Regions from separate parts of the Zea mays genome. Here region 1 is linked to region 2. The links are chromatin contacts, called in public Hi-C maps. All regions are on one chromosome and are shown on one strand. Each heading gives the region's core, a stretch centred on a gene start, on an enhancer-like site or on the middle of the called end of the contact. The rest is flanking DNA. Distances are from core to core; before and after follow the strand shown. Region 1 holds the start of LOC100277481. Region 2 holds the start of LOC100273601 (60S acidic ribosomal protein P0-2).

The links. Hi-C and Micro-C count contacts between places; a contact is called where the count stands out from the background.
Region 1: a Hi-C map of ear shows a contact between it and region 2, with 3 times the contacts expected there. The contact joins the promoter of LOC100277481 here to the promoter of LOC100273601 in region 2. A contact is called at or near these places in 3 of 25 Hi-C or Micro-C datasets (ear, endosperm and tassel).

Annotation. Positions count from the first base shown.
Region 1 is chr4:38,326,431-38,333,212 of Zm-B73-REFERENCE-NAM-5.0, reverse strand. LOC100277481 reads right to left here and starts at 4,470. Exons shown (of 4, transcript NM_001151027.2): 1 at 4,227-4,470; 2 at 2,901-3,053; 3 at 2,749-2,794; 4 at 2,171-2,469. The coding sequence starts at 4,467. The coding sequence ends at 2,463. It overlaps LOC103653111 (Magnesium transporter CorA-like family protein), which reads left to right. Exons shown (of 4, transcript XM_008680074.4): 2 at 288-367; 3 at 618-882; 4 at 990-1,547. The coding sequence ends at 1,243.
Region 2 is chr4:38,143,743-38,150,551 of Zm-B73-REFERENCE-NAM-5.0, reverse strand. LOC100273601 (60S acidic ribosomal protein P0-2) reads right to left here and starts at 5,314. Exons shown (of 4, transcript NM_001148017.1): 1 at 4,862-5,314; 2 at 4,344-4,442; 3 at 3,875-4,267; 4 at 2,961-3,661. The coding sequence starts at 5,188. The coding sequence ends at 3,521.

The sequences.
Region 1 (6,782 bases), core at 3,221-5,720, 180 kb before region 2:
TGGTTGAATGCAGGTTGCAGGTGCTGAATGTACCTTCGAGGGATGACTCTGTCTCCGTTACCTGTATTCCTGAAATGCTATGAATCTTAAGTTCCAACCAATCTAAAATTTGCATCAAAGCTATGCGACTTATGCCTAGTCAAATGATGTGTGCTTAACAGCTTAAGCAAAGGTTTATAAGCATTGTGCAAATCTAGAGGAGTACCAACACATTATTTAGCATTCTAGCCTTTTTATCTTCAGGGACCCTGCTTTTTTTATTGATCTGTGGATTGTGATTGTCGCAGGTGGTCACTTTTTGAGGAAGCTTTTGCTGGATGGCAGGAGATTCCCAAAAATGCATCTGGATCTACAGCGGTTGCTTCAGGTATGAGTTCTCTCTCAAGTTTCTGGGAAATACATTGGGAACCTGGAATGCTATTTTATAATTTGCACTGATTTAGCCAAAATGGCAACTTGCATGAAGTGACTGTTGATGTGACATTGAGGTTTATTGGCATGCTGTGTTGCTCATAGTTTGGCTTTCAGGTTCTAAAAGTGCAGGTACTTGATTTCAGTTAATCTATCGAGATGGAACAGAAGTCACAGGCTCGATTCTACTGTTTTTGTTTGTGTAGGTTGTTTCTCACTGTGAACAAGTATTCCCCCGCGTGAAGGAAAAATGTGCGAGCAAGAGTTGGTTCGCAACAGGAGATATAGCAGCCCTTGAAGATCTGATAGGTCGTCTCAGAAGGCTCAAAGAAAACCTAGGGTTCATTACAAATAGAATCACCACACTTCAGGCTAGTCTGGACAGTTGGCAATCGGAGCAGATAAACAAAAGCTTGTACTACCTTTCATTTCTCTCCATAATATTCCTGCCTCTTTCCATTGTCACTGGAGGTAAGTTCAGTGTCCTGGTGCTCGCTCGTGTACTTTCCTGGATCAATTTCGTTTCTTTTCCAGGTCTCTCATTTTACCTGATTTATTTACGTTGCAAAACTTGCCAGTTTTCGGGATGAACGTCGGTGGTGTGCCGTGGACAGGGCAGAACAAGAACCCTAAAAACCGGGATGGCTTCATGAATGTCATGCTAATATGTGTTGCAATCTTGTTACTTCTGTTGCTGTGTTTCTTGTTTCCTTCATTATATTCTCATGTGACGTCATGGAGAACCCGCCGTGAGCTGACCCGGAGCAACTCTCAGAACAGAAGACATCTGAAACTCTTCAAAGGTCACAAGGAAGGTTACATGCGCCTATGACGACAATACAGTTGCAAACTACGGTGTCCATTTCAGCTGTAAGGTGATTGTCAGTGATGTTGTAAGTGTAAGATTTGTGGGGAAAGATCCTAGATAGCCAACACATGTACAGGTTTGAAGGAGACCCTCCATGGCTCCATTTGAGGTTCATACCTTGTTCATTGCTTAGTTTGTTTTTGTTGTAGATTCATGGCTGTCACTGCACCTTTTATTTATTCTGAAAATGTGTTAGTTCTTCAATGAAGACCACCCACGACAATTTGTCATTGTTGTTCCAGGTGGACGTGTTTCATAGTTGTACGCAGCGAATTCCTGCCTGTTTTCAGCGTATTGAAATAAATAGTCGGAGCAACAGCTATGGCTTTTATTCTGAAATATGCTGTTGTTTTTATTGCTTTGCTGCATGCCAGATAACTAATAGTTAGTTGGCTAAAAATTGTAAGTGAAATTAGCTAGCTAACAAATAACTACCTAATTATTAACTAATTTACCAACAATAGCTAATAGCTGAACTATTAGTTAGGATGTTTAGATGTCTCAACTAATTTTAGCAACTAATTATTAACTCTAATGCATTCAAACACTTCCTTACTGAACATACCTGGCAATTTTACATTGCCGATTGCCGGCGGTCGGCAGACCTTGTGCTACATGACTGAGTCTTGAGGCAATTTGGAACATGACTAAGTCTCCTGCACAAGCAATGAAAGTTGCAAAATTGTTTATGCAGGTGTGCTTATTGGATCCACCGATTAAACAGGTACCTCCGTATGAAGGTTGACATTTGGTGGCAAGCCTGGCCAGAAGGCACGTTCAAACGAATTATATCCATGGCACATTCGTATCTAGAAGCATTTATGATAAAATATAACAACACGAATTCCAGATGTTGCCATCTTCAACAAGCAAGTATACATCAAAACCGCTCAACAGTGACAATATGATAATATTTCTGAAGACAATTTCATGTTTGAATACAAGGGTAAACGCCAAAGCTGAAAGCACGATTCGTTGTCTGCAACATTGACCATCCAGTACAAAAGACTTTCCCCACTCCAATATGCTACAAAAAGGATTGAAATATTTTGATGACACATCTCTGGGGAAAAAATCGACATTATGACGTCTCACTTCTATGCACAGCACCGTGTGATTGTTGGATGGCAGCTCTACCAAAACAGAAATGGTGCGCAATTGATGGGACACCACCAGAATTCTGCTAGAACCTGTAATCAAGAGCAATTGTGTAAGAATGCAACTAAGGACTAGATAAATAAAGTAGCAAATCGGAATGGGGGAACCAGAGATTTACTTATTCTATTATTTATTGTTTACTGTATTTCATACCACAGCACCAAAGCCCAGGAAAAGCTCACCTCTCCACCACTAACTTCGTGATATTGAAAGCCATAACTGTACTTAACGTTGCTTGTTCAGATTTACCATGACTACACCAAAGATAAACAACGAGAAGTAGTAAAAAAAAGGTGAACTAAGTGGTGCACCTTGTTCCAACTTCATTACCGGCTTTCTGTACAGGAGATGAATGGTCTGCAAACACAAAGCAACGCGTCCATAATGATTCACTCTGCCGATCCACAGACAAAGATTAACAAGGCAAAAACATTATAATGATAGACAGAACCACTTGACGTACCAGTAGAAATAATTCTATCCATGCTATCTATGCGTCGTTGTATGGACTTGAGCAGCATGTTCATTGCTGAAATCCTCTTGCGGATGCTGGAAATCCTTGCTGAATGATGCATTATTACCATTGTGGGTGCATTCTCTAATAGCCTGTCTAGCTCTGCAAACACTTAGTCTTAGTTTCATACAGTTACTGGATATATATACATGCTTTCCATCAAAAAAATGTGTACACAGACAATAGCAATAGGCGAGACAATCTGAACAAAAGAGTGGAGCCTTGGGGCTTTGGAAAATGTAAAAGGGGCCGTTTGGGAGAGCTCCGACTTTAGCTTCTCCGAAGAGAATCACTCCCAACCAATCAAGTGGTCAAAACGCCAACTAATTCAAGCAGGGATCAGGAGAGAATCACTTCTCCATTTACACTAGGAGCAACCTGCACCTTGCTTCCTGTTAAATTCTGGTATGGATCAGCATTCAACAGAGAATCAATTTTCATCAGCTCCTCATCCTGCTCCCTCCTAGGAATTCAATGGAATCACTCCATCGGAGATTAAGGAGCGGAGCTAGAGAATCAGAGAGCAGAGCCCTCCCAAACAGGGACTACAAGACCATTCCAAGTGGCTTTAGGGTTCTCCAAGTGGTATTTGGTGTGTACAATTTTATTTTTATCGGATTGGAAACCTGGCCACCTGCAAGCAAGTTGGACGCTGACACATGGGATCATGTCAGAATCATGAATTTCTCAGTACAATAATTTTATTCGCTGTATACTGTTAAACTGCTAGAATGTTCTAGTTCATCCATTTATTTGTTAACTCTCTTGAGATAACGAAGAGGCTGAAATTGCACTACATAAAAAGTAGATTCAGGTGCAACCAGGAACAGCTATGTTTATAAGAGGAATTGGATTGTTTACATTGAGCCTCTCAGACAGTATATAATGCATCAGTTAAACTACAGCTACAAGTTTTAACAGGCTACAATATGGACTTGACCCTGTTCATGGTTTGAACGCCAAAGAGGCAAATAACATTTTTGGGCTGTCGCTGCATTTCCATGCCATGGCAACGAAATTACAGAAGAGTACTGACTAGTTCAAGAAAAGAGGCAAGTAGATAGATAAAATACAGAGCTCACAACTCAATTGCTAGTATGTCATCTAAATCTCACTAGTCTTGGGTTAAATGAACTCCACAATACAGTACGCATACTCTAGTGTCTACACAGAATGGTACGCATCCGAAGCTGGAGAAGTCTAAGCCACAACGCGCGCAACGCATGACACCACCAGCAGAGAAAGCCCAAGGCTGGGGCGGGGAGAGGCACCTACCTCCGTTGAGGCGGTCGATGGCAGCGGCGACCTCGTCCTGGCTCCGGGCGGTGGCGGCCGCCCGCTCCTCGTGCTCCCGCAGCGCGCCGGCCAGCACCCCTGCGATTGCGGAAGCCAACGCCCCGCACCGCTCCGGAGGGGGCGCGGCGGCACGCTCGTCCTCCACGCCGCCGTCGTCCGCGTTCTCCGGAGGCCGGTCGCCATCGGCGGCGGAGTGGGAGGGGATATCCGCGCCGTCCATTCGACTGGTGACCGCATCGAGAGAGCACGAGCAGTGTGGTCGTGTGGTGGAAAGAGTCAAAGAGACATCAGCTGACCGCGTTGGGCCTTCGGTTGGGCCAAATAAGGCTTCGCATTGTCGGTTGGGCGTAAACGGAAGGCCCAAATAGAGCTTCGCGTTGGGCTTTGAAACGGACCGTAGATTGTGCATTTCCTGTGGTTGGCTAGTCCAATTAGACGAGGTTAAGCGATTTTTATGTAATGTAAAAAAACCGAGAATTAAAAACATCTCCTAGAGTGTCTCTAAATTTCATTCTTAAAATTATCATTTTAAGAGTAGTTTTATCTAAAAACCACTTTCTACATCTTTCCAATTTCCAACAGTTTTTTATATCTTACCTAGAACCACTCTCTATACCTTTCGAATTTACAAGAGTTTTATATCTTGTTTCTACTTTAGAGAGTAGTTGGAAGATAGAGATTAGAGTCTTAGAGTTGCTCTGAAGGGTGTGGTTTGATAATGACAATACTAAAAGTCTGTTTGGTTGGGTTGTGGCCGTGGAAAAAGCTGTTGTGGGATGTGAGCTATGAAAAAAGCTGTTGTGGGCTGTGGGCTGTTAAAAAATTAAAAATTGTTTGGTCGAAACTACTAAAAGTCATTAAAAGTTCTTCAATATATGTTTTCATAGTTCTATCCGAAAGTCACTAAAAGCAGATCCAAGATGCTTTCAGTTTTGCACTGCGAGAAAGTCGGCTTTTAGAAAAAACTGCTTTCTGAATCTGACCCTTTGGTTTCGCTTTCGACTTTTAGGAGGTAAAAATCAAAGCCAAAAGTCAAACCAAACACACCCTAATTTAGATAAGGTAAGTTTATTCCTTAAATTTAATAAGATAAATTTATTCCTAATATCAATACTAATAATTATCTTATGAGAAATATAATGACGATACACCAGTCTATACTAATTAATCATTAGCTTATGAGAAATAAAATAACGATACATCGATGTATTATATTTCATAAACCAAACAAAATACATCAATGCACTGCGTTTCGCAAACCAAAGAATGTGTTTCACAAACCAAACAAGAAAAAAGGCTTATTGAGTGCCAGAGAACGTCGAAGTACCAAGGGAAACCCAACCTATTAGCATCAGAGAACGTCATAAAACCAATGGAATTACTACAATGAGACACGATGTTAGGTGTCGGCTTCGTCCAACGCAAGGCACCGAGCTGCATATTCTACGTTGGTCATCTTCAGAAGCAGACAGCATGACAAGCTCCACTCCACTGAAGCACACCAATCAGTGTGCTCTTCAGCACAGCTCGAGTGCTGGCCGTTGTTTCTCTGATAATTACTTAACAGGTATCACAAACAAGCACAGCATAGACGAACGTTGCAATTACTTAACAGGTAGGTCGATATTAGCAGCAAATAAAGCTCCATCATAATAGGTTCACAAAACGACTGACTGATTTGTCTTAGCACAAAACTCTGGATATAGCTAGAAACCACGATAGATGGCCTACTGAAGTGCAGGTTTCCAAGACGAGCCATTGGACCCATGGCAAACGGTGACGACGAACTAGGATGTGACATCTCTCCATGAACTCACGCATCGAAGAAACGTAACACAACTATGCCGACACCACCATCCACAATCCCCATCAGCCTACTTGGATCTCTGCCTCATCTTTCGGCGCTTCCTCTTCAGCCTCCTCATGCGCTTCTTCTTCCACTGAAGATTGACAGATGAAAATGAATAGAATTAGATAACAAGAAAAATATATAGCACAAAAGAGGCAAGAATGCAAGCAAGTAAAACGCAGAACAGGACTGTTATTGTACTTTCTAGATACATATGTACCTATACATAGTGTACATCTATCATTGTAGAAAAGCTAGGTATCTACAAGTTAGGTAAACAGTAAATTACATATTTCAAGTGCCAGATTCCAGTGCAAACAAATCATCAATCAAGTCACGAAGTATCTAAATCTCAACAAATAAAGCACTGGCAACATCTCTTCAGCCACCATCAGATGCTGCTAGAACAATAGTTCTATATCCTAACTAGTAACTAGATTTCATAATAATATATCCTAACTAGAATGGGGCTCATATCAAATGTATGCGAAGGAACCTCCACCGTGGCCGGGGAAGAACCTGCTAGCAGGCGGCGGCGCCACAAGCGCGACACCTCCACCGACCGCAGCGGCATGACCATGCGGAGCCAGGCCACGGGACAAGAGATACCAAGCTCACACGAAACGATCAGTCACTGTTCGGCTCAGCTCATAGATCAGCCTCCCATGCCAAAGATACAGACCCGT
Region 2 (6,809 bases), core at 4,065-6,564:
CGGACGGTCCGTAACATCGCCATACGGTCCAGAGCGTTCCAGCGGATGGTCCGACAACGTCAAGGAACCACGGTGACCACGTGCCTTCAAACCATGACAACCAGAAAAAGGTACGTGGAAAACTAACACGTTCAAGGCAGCTGGTCGGTTGGTCAAACCCGACCCGACCTTCAATCAATTATTATCCAAGTATGTGAAAAATAAGGCCGGCCCCAGTGACCGGCCAGCAAGGCGACCTCGCTCGCCCATTCATGAGCAGCGTCAGGAAAGACCGATTGGACCACCTCACCAATCGGAAAAAATGGAAGGTCATATTGTCCAGTTGAGGCCTAACATGCCTGCATGGACACCTCCACCCCCATATCTACCTATGTCATATCCATATACATACATACCTCCACCATATGTCCCAAATCAAATGTGGGGCATGTCATCATATCCATTTGGGATGCCACAGTACCCCGCCTGGGGGGCACCCCAAACATCTGTTCTTGACAGGTTGACGCCTCCAGTACAAGACCGATTGAGAGCCCCTCAATCTGGTCCACGAGCACAGGCCCAACAAGATTGCCAAACAACTCGGCCCCAAAGGCTGACTAATCTGGCAGGGGGGCATACAGCTACAGCTTCCAACAGTATGATAAAAGGGGACATCATTAAAATAGGAACTACAGATGTCGTCGTACAACAAAATAACGAAGGGCCGATGATTTTTGGTGAATTGGCCAACACAAACAAAAAATAAGGTACGACTTTCAACAAAACAGCCGATCCAAAATACTCCATGCCCCGATGGTGCCCATCGGGAGCGAAAATTACAGCGCCTCAGAGCAAAGGAGAATCAGGCAAAGGAGGCGGAAAAAATATTCAATGACACGCATCCGCAGTATCCGCCACCACAAAAGAGATGGAGACCAAAGGCTGTTGAGAAAAATCAAACGGCCACAAAGACAGAAAATAAAACAACAACTGTGCAGCTCTCTGCAAGTATGGTAGACAGTCCGGCTATAAAAGTCGGATCATCCGCACAGGACGCGGACCGTCCGACCCCTGAGGCCGAACCGTCCGCACTACACCAGGACACCTCCAACGATGTACCGACACCCATGGAGGAAAACGACCTACAAGGAGAAGACCTGTTCGACTATGGAGCTACGCCATAACACTAAGAAAATTAGGAAAGCAAGATGACGAATTGGTCAGGACCAGTACGACGCTCGGCAGTGTTGGGATTGACATTTCGATCAGAGCTAAACAGGTCACGTCCTTTGGGTTAACCATCGTGACCAAGACCCTTGCGCACCATTCTAGTAGGTGGCAAGATGCCCAAGAAAGCTGATGTGATCACATCAGGTTAGTTGCTTTTGGTTCGCTCAGCTCCTCCAAAAGGCAGAGGAGCATATGTTGAGCACTGAATTGAGCCTCGCGGACGGTCCGGCCCTGGGGCCGGACGGTCCGCGGTCCAAACAGTCCACGCCTGTGGGCCAGACGGTCCGCGCGTGCGTAGAGCAGATTAGGGTTCCGAGTTTTGTGCTACGGTTGTTAGCTAAATTCGCGCAATTAGCTCGGGAGATTAGTTTGTAAAGGGTCCAGTCCCCCTCCTCTATAAATACAGAGGTATACGGCCAATTTGTAATCATCAATCGAACCTTCAATCAATACAATTTACATTTATTCTTAGGAGTAGTTCTAGTCTAGTTCTAGGTTAGCCTCTCAATCTCTAAATTATTCGCTTCTCTTCGACTCTACGTCGATTAGAGGAGTCTAGGTCGGTCTGTCCGAGCCTAGACATCACCTAGAATCTCTCCTCTCCGACGGGGTCTCTCCCGGGAGCGAAATCCAGGCACCGTCGGCGACCTTCCGCCGCCCCTGCGCACGCGCGACCGTCCGGCCGTTAGGCAGGAAACCTTAGCCTCGCTCCAGGTCACGGACCGTCCGGCCCCTGGCCGCGGACCGTCCGCGCCTGTGCAGAGAGCACCGTCGCTGGTTCGTATTGAGTGATTGGCGCCCGAAAAAGGTGTCAACAACCACTCACCGACGAGATTAAAGAACGTGGCGATGTGAAATCTCCACTATCTGTGGCCGAATCAAATGCAATAACTTCGGGATTAGGAGGAGGGTGGAGAATCGATTTGTGCAGGCAAACCCATGGAATCTAACTCTGGACCATCATCCATGCGGCTGCTATTCTTTCGGGAGGAGCAAATGGCTGCGTACGCGAGAAAATAGAAAAGGACGAAGCGTTATTTTATCACCATAACGAGTGTTATTGGTGGGTAATTAACCCTGAACTCCACGTTTAGATCTGAAAACGAGTTTTCTAGAGTACACTTTTTGTTGCTTCACCAAAATGGAGTTCACCCCAACTCCACGTTTTTTGGGAGCAGAGTTGATGGAGTTTACCCCCTATATCATTTAGTTCTCTGAACTCTCAAATTATAAAAAGACTCGTCCATAACCGAGCTTGATGTGCCACGTTAGAGTCACTTGGATTTTCTAACTTTGCATTCTGTATCACTTAGGCCCTCAAACTTGACATGATGTGTCATTGAATCTCTAAACTTTCATTAATGTGATTGTTGGCATCTCGTTTAAGCAAACTCAAGGTTTTTAACAGGCCGACCAAATTATATGACTCATTTTCCTAGTTCATTCAAAGATACAGTGTGCTAAGTTTAAACACCGCTACTGTATTTTACTAATATTTTCCTCCCCTATCTGACTCAAGGTTTTTATTAATATTCAAAATTAAACGTCGGCGAGCGCCAGCTCTCGGCGGAGGGAGCTCCCTGATTGCGCCTTACGCCGGTGAGCTCCTACCCTGACCGAGGAGGCGAGGGCGGGGCCGCCACGGTCTGACGTCAGGTGTGCCATTTTCGTGTCCTCTGAATACTTTTCTACAGTGCGCTTAGTCCTTTTATTTGATACCATTTAAAAAATAGATTGCACGCTCCAGATATGGTATAGGTAATATATATTCATAAATAAAATATAAATTCATACAAAATTTGATACAAAGTGCACTAAATTAAAAAAAATTACGAATCTCAACGTTCATCCTCGCATGTTGCATCTTCTTCATCAATCCTTTCCACATGGAATAGGCTGCAACATTTCCATGAAGAACATTAGTTAGCTAAGCCGTTAGCTGGTCCTAACGATTATCAGATGTTCTGAATTTCAAGCCATCCAATCCTAACAAAGTTCACTGCCATCCATGCCAAAGTACATACCCTTTGGTTACATGATTAACTAATCTATGTCTAACCCATTGCTTTAAAAGATGTCTTGTGGTAGATGACATCACTTGAAGAGGTGTCTTTACGGGAGACATCTTTTTCACAAGAGAAGAGAACCAAACTAGCTCAAGAAACCAATAACAAGTGACACAACACGGGCACTTTCAACATTTAAGGAGATAACATTGTCAATTACACCAACATGGTTTGTCTACTAAAACATAATGCACTAAAATAATAAGCAGAAGCAAAACTTGCGGCGGATGGACGATAAGAGCGGCTTAGTCGTCGAACAGGCTGAAGCCCATTTCCTCGTCCGACTCCTCGGCAGGCTCTGGAGCCTTCTCTTCCTCCTTGGGGGCAGCAGCAGCACTAGAGTCCGCAGCAGCTACAGGAGCAGCAACAGCAAACTTGCTCGGGTCCTGCAAACCAATGCCAAAATTAGATCAGTTTAGAAGGTCAACTTTAAAACATGATCTGATCATAAACTGTGGGGGTAGTAGTAGATAGGCATGTTAATTTAAACACCTAAAGAGACAAATTCGAAGATAAGCATGGTGATTAAATGAAGTAGATTTATACATGGACTTAAATTGCTCGAAATAATTGACATGGCACAATGAAACACACACTACCTTGAGGTACTCCTTGATCTTGTCGGCGTGTGGGTACGAGTAGTCAGTCTCCACAGCAACAGCAAGCACGTTCTTGTACCCATTGATAAACATGTGGGGCACAGCAGCAAGGGTTGGGTACGATAGTGCCAGGGAAAGAGAAGCGACCATGGAGACACCAGTGGCGAACTTCTCGATTAGGTCCTCCTCAGAAAGGTCAAGCACCTCAGGGCTGAACACAGACCCATCCTCGTAGACGCTGGTGACCTGGAGACCGTACGAGAAGGGGCGGATGCCCAGCTTGGCGAGCAGAGCAGACTCGGACGAGCCCACCTTCTCACCCTTCTTGATCAGCTCCACAGGGGTGATAATTTCCACAGTACCCTTGTTAATCTTGGTGGGGATGTTAAGCACCTGAAAAATGACGAATGAGAAACTGACATGGTGTGTGTGCATTTAACAGTAACACAGATATTGCTTCCAGGCTCACCTGGAAGAAAGAGGTCTGGGAGGGATCCAGCCCAGTGTTGCCAGGGGGCACGACAACATCAACAGGAGCAACCAGACCAACACGAGCAGGAGCCCCAACCTGTGGCAAAAAACACAAGAATTGGCATTACTGTTCTTGATGGGCACTAGCTTGACACTGATACCGTATCTGTAACAGAGACGACACTAGACACCATGAAAGAAGTGTTGCAACGCATACACTACAAGACAATGCCTAACAACATAACATGGATATGTAATATTAAAAAACTGGTTTGTTATGTAATGCTTCTACCAGAGTATTCTAATCATGAACTAAACGCAGGTACTCTTAATGACATCATATACATGTGCCACAGACTTAACAATCAGCACATATCAGTGAACTGGGAACATCAAAACAAAACAAAACACGGTGACTGACCCAGGCAACACCCACAGTTCGCGATCTATCCAAATATAACGCCGGCATTGGCAGGTAACAACAGACAGAGTGCCGGAAAAGGCTCAATTATTCACCTTGTACTTGGCGACCTCCTCGCGCACCTCCTTGAGGTCTCCCTTGGTGAAGATGAGGCCAACGTTGCCGACGAGCAGGTCCATGAGCGGGTCAAAGGTGTGGTTGCCGGTCTTCTCGGCGTAGACCTTGATGCAGCGCCTGATGAGCGTGTTCTTGCCCATGAGCACCACCGAGTCGCCCCTGAGGCCCCGGCGGATGTCTTGGAGCTGCTTGGAGCCGACGTTGTCGGCGAGGGCGATGAGCACCTTGGTGTACTCATCGAGCAGGCTGCACAGCTTCTTGTCGTACGCGATCTTCTTCTCCGCCTTGGTCCGCTTGATCGCCATCGCTGCAGAGGAACGATAACTCTAGCCTAGCGGGGAAACGGGTCTGTCGCGGGGGAGGTCGGGATACAAGGAGGAGGACCAAGCCTTCGAGGGGCAAGGCGGACGGCTTGCGGCGGCGGCGTCGCTTTAACCTACTGAGTCGAGTGGCGGCAGTCATGGCTTTTATAAGGGCTAGAGGGAGCAGGGGACATAGGCTTTCCTCCTTCCTTGGGCCTCGTTGTTGTTAGGCTTCTGTGTCATAACTGGGCCGGCCTTGGTCCAAACGGGGTAATGTCGAACCGAACCGACTAAGCCCGTTTGGTTAGAGCAACTCCAAGAATTTCTAAAAAAAATACTCCTAAATACTATGTATTGGGGTTTCACTAAAAATTATTTTCCCTAAATTATAATCTTCCAACAGCAGATCTCTAATAATTAAATCTCCAATAATTCAAACTTGTGAAACATCAAAATTTGAGAAATTTCCTCCGCGCGCGAGGAGACAAAAAAGGCACTGTCTACACACCACATCGACTAGTGCTCAGACTGTCTTCAACCGTTGTCGCGGGCGTCCCCCTCCCCTATTACTGTAGGTCCTTTAGCGGATACAGTAGACCTCTATCTACTGCAACGGCGCCTCCTCCCCTCTCCTCTATCCAGCAGCAGCACTCTCTCTCACGCCAGATGAAGGGGAACGCTACCCGACGTCGTTCGTTGGCTTCTTCCCTGCGCGCCGGCGCCCGGAACCTTCCCGTTCGGCGGCGACGGTTTCAACGCCGGCTGCTCTCGACGCTGGCCTTCTCCGCGGCCTGCCTCCTCTTCGGCCTCGCCGGCTTCCTCGCCGCCGCGCTCGCCCTCTCACGCTCCCCGTCAGTCACTCACAGCTGCTGCCCCTATTCCTCGCGCCCGCTCTCCGTCTCAATCGCGTGGGACCGCAGCCCAGGGGATGGCTCCGCAGCGGGCTGCGCGGAGCTCCCGGCCTCGCTCGCCACTGGATCGCGCGACCGCCACAAGGGCTTGTTGCCGGCGAGGCCGACGGCGAAGACGAGCACGCCGGGACAGAGCAGGTCAACGGCGGGGTCCGGGAGTCCGCGGCTGAGGTGTTGCGCGTAGACCATGGTGGCCGTGCTGACCAGATAGCTGCAGGAGATGGTGGCCGCCGTGCCCAGCGGCATGCTCCCGCTGTACCGATGCACGCACAGCACCTCGGCGCGCGCGCCCTCGACGGCGCCCGGCAACGCGAAGGACGCGGCGGCCACATCATCCTTCCCCTCCTCCGGCGTCTCTCGAGTCTCGATGGACTGTGCTACTCCCCAAATTTCTCCCATGTTCCTCTGATCTGTTCTGATCGATTTGTAGAAGTGTATTCACAGACAGAGTTTTGTTCAATTTCCATATGAGTCCTATAATGGGACAAATGTAAATCTACTTGAATTTTGTTAAATTTTACTGAAAGTTAAGTTGAAAACTAGCTTGAAACTTGTTGAAGAGTTGTCCGTTAGTGGCAGGAAACTGCATATGTGATTCTTAGCTGTTTGGAGTCTTGGAGATAAAGCAATTAAATATTGTGCCCTCAGGAATCTATCATGTTATGGGTGCTAGAGCAAGAAAATTGGATGTTAAAACAAATATTACGAAGTTT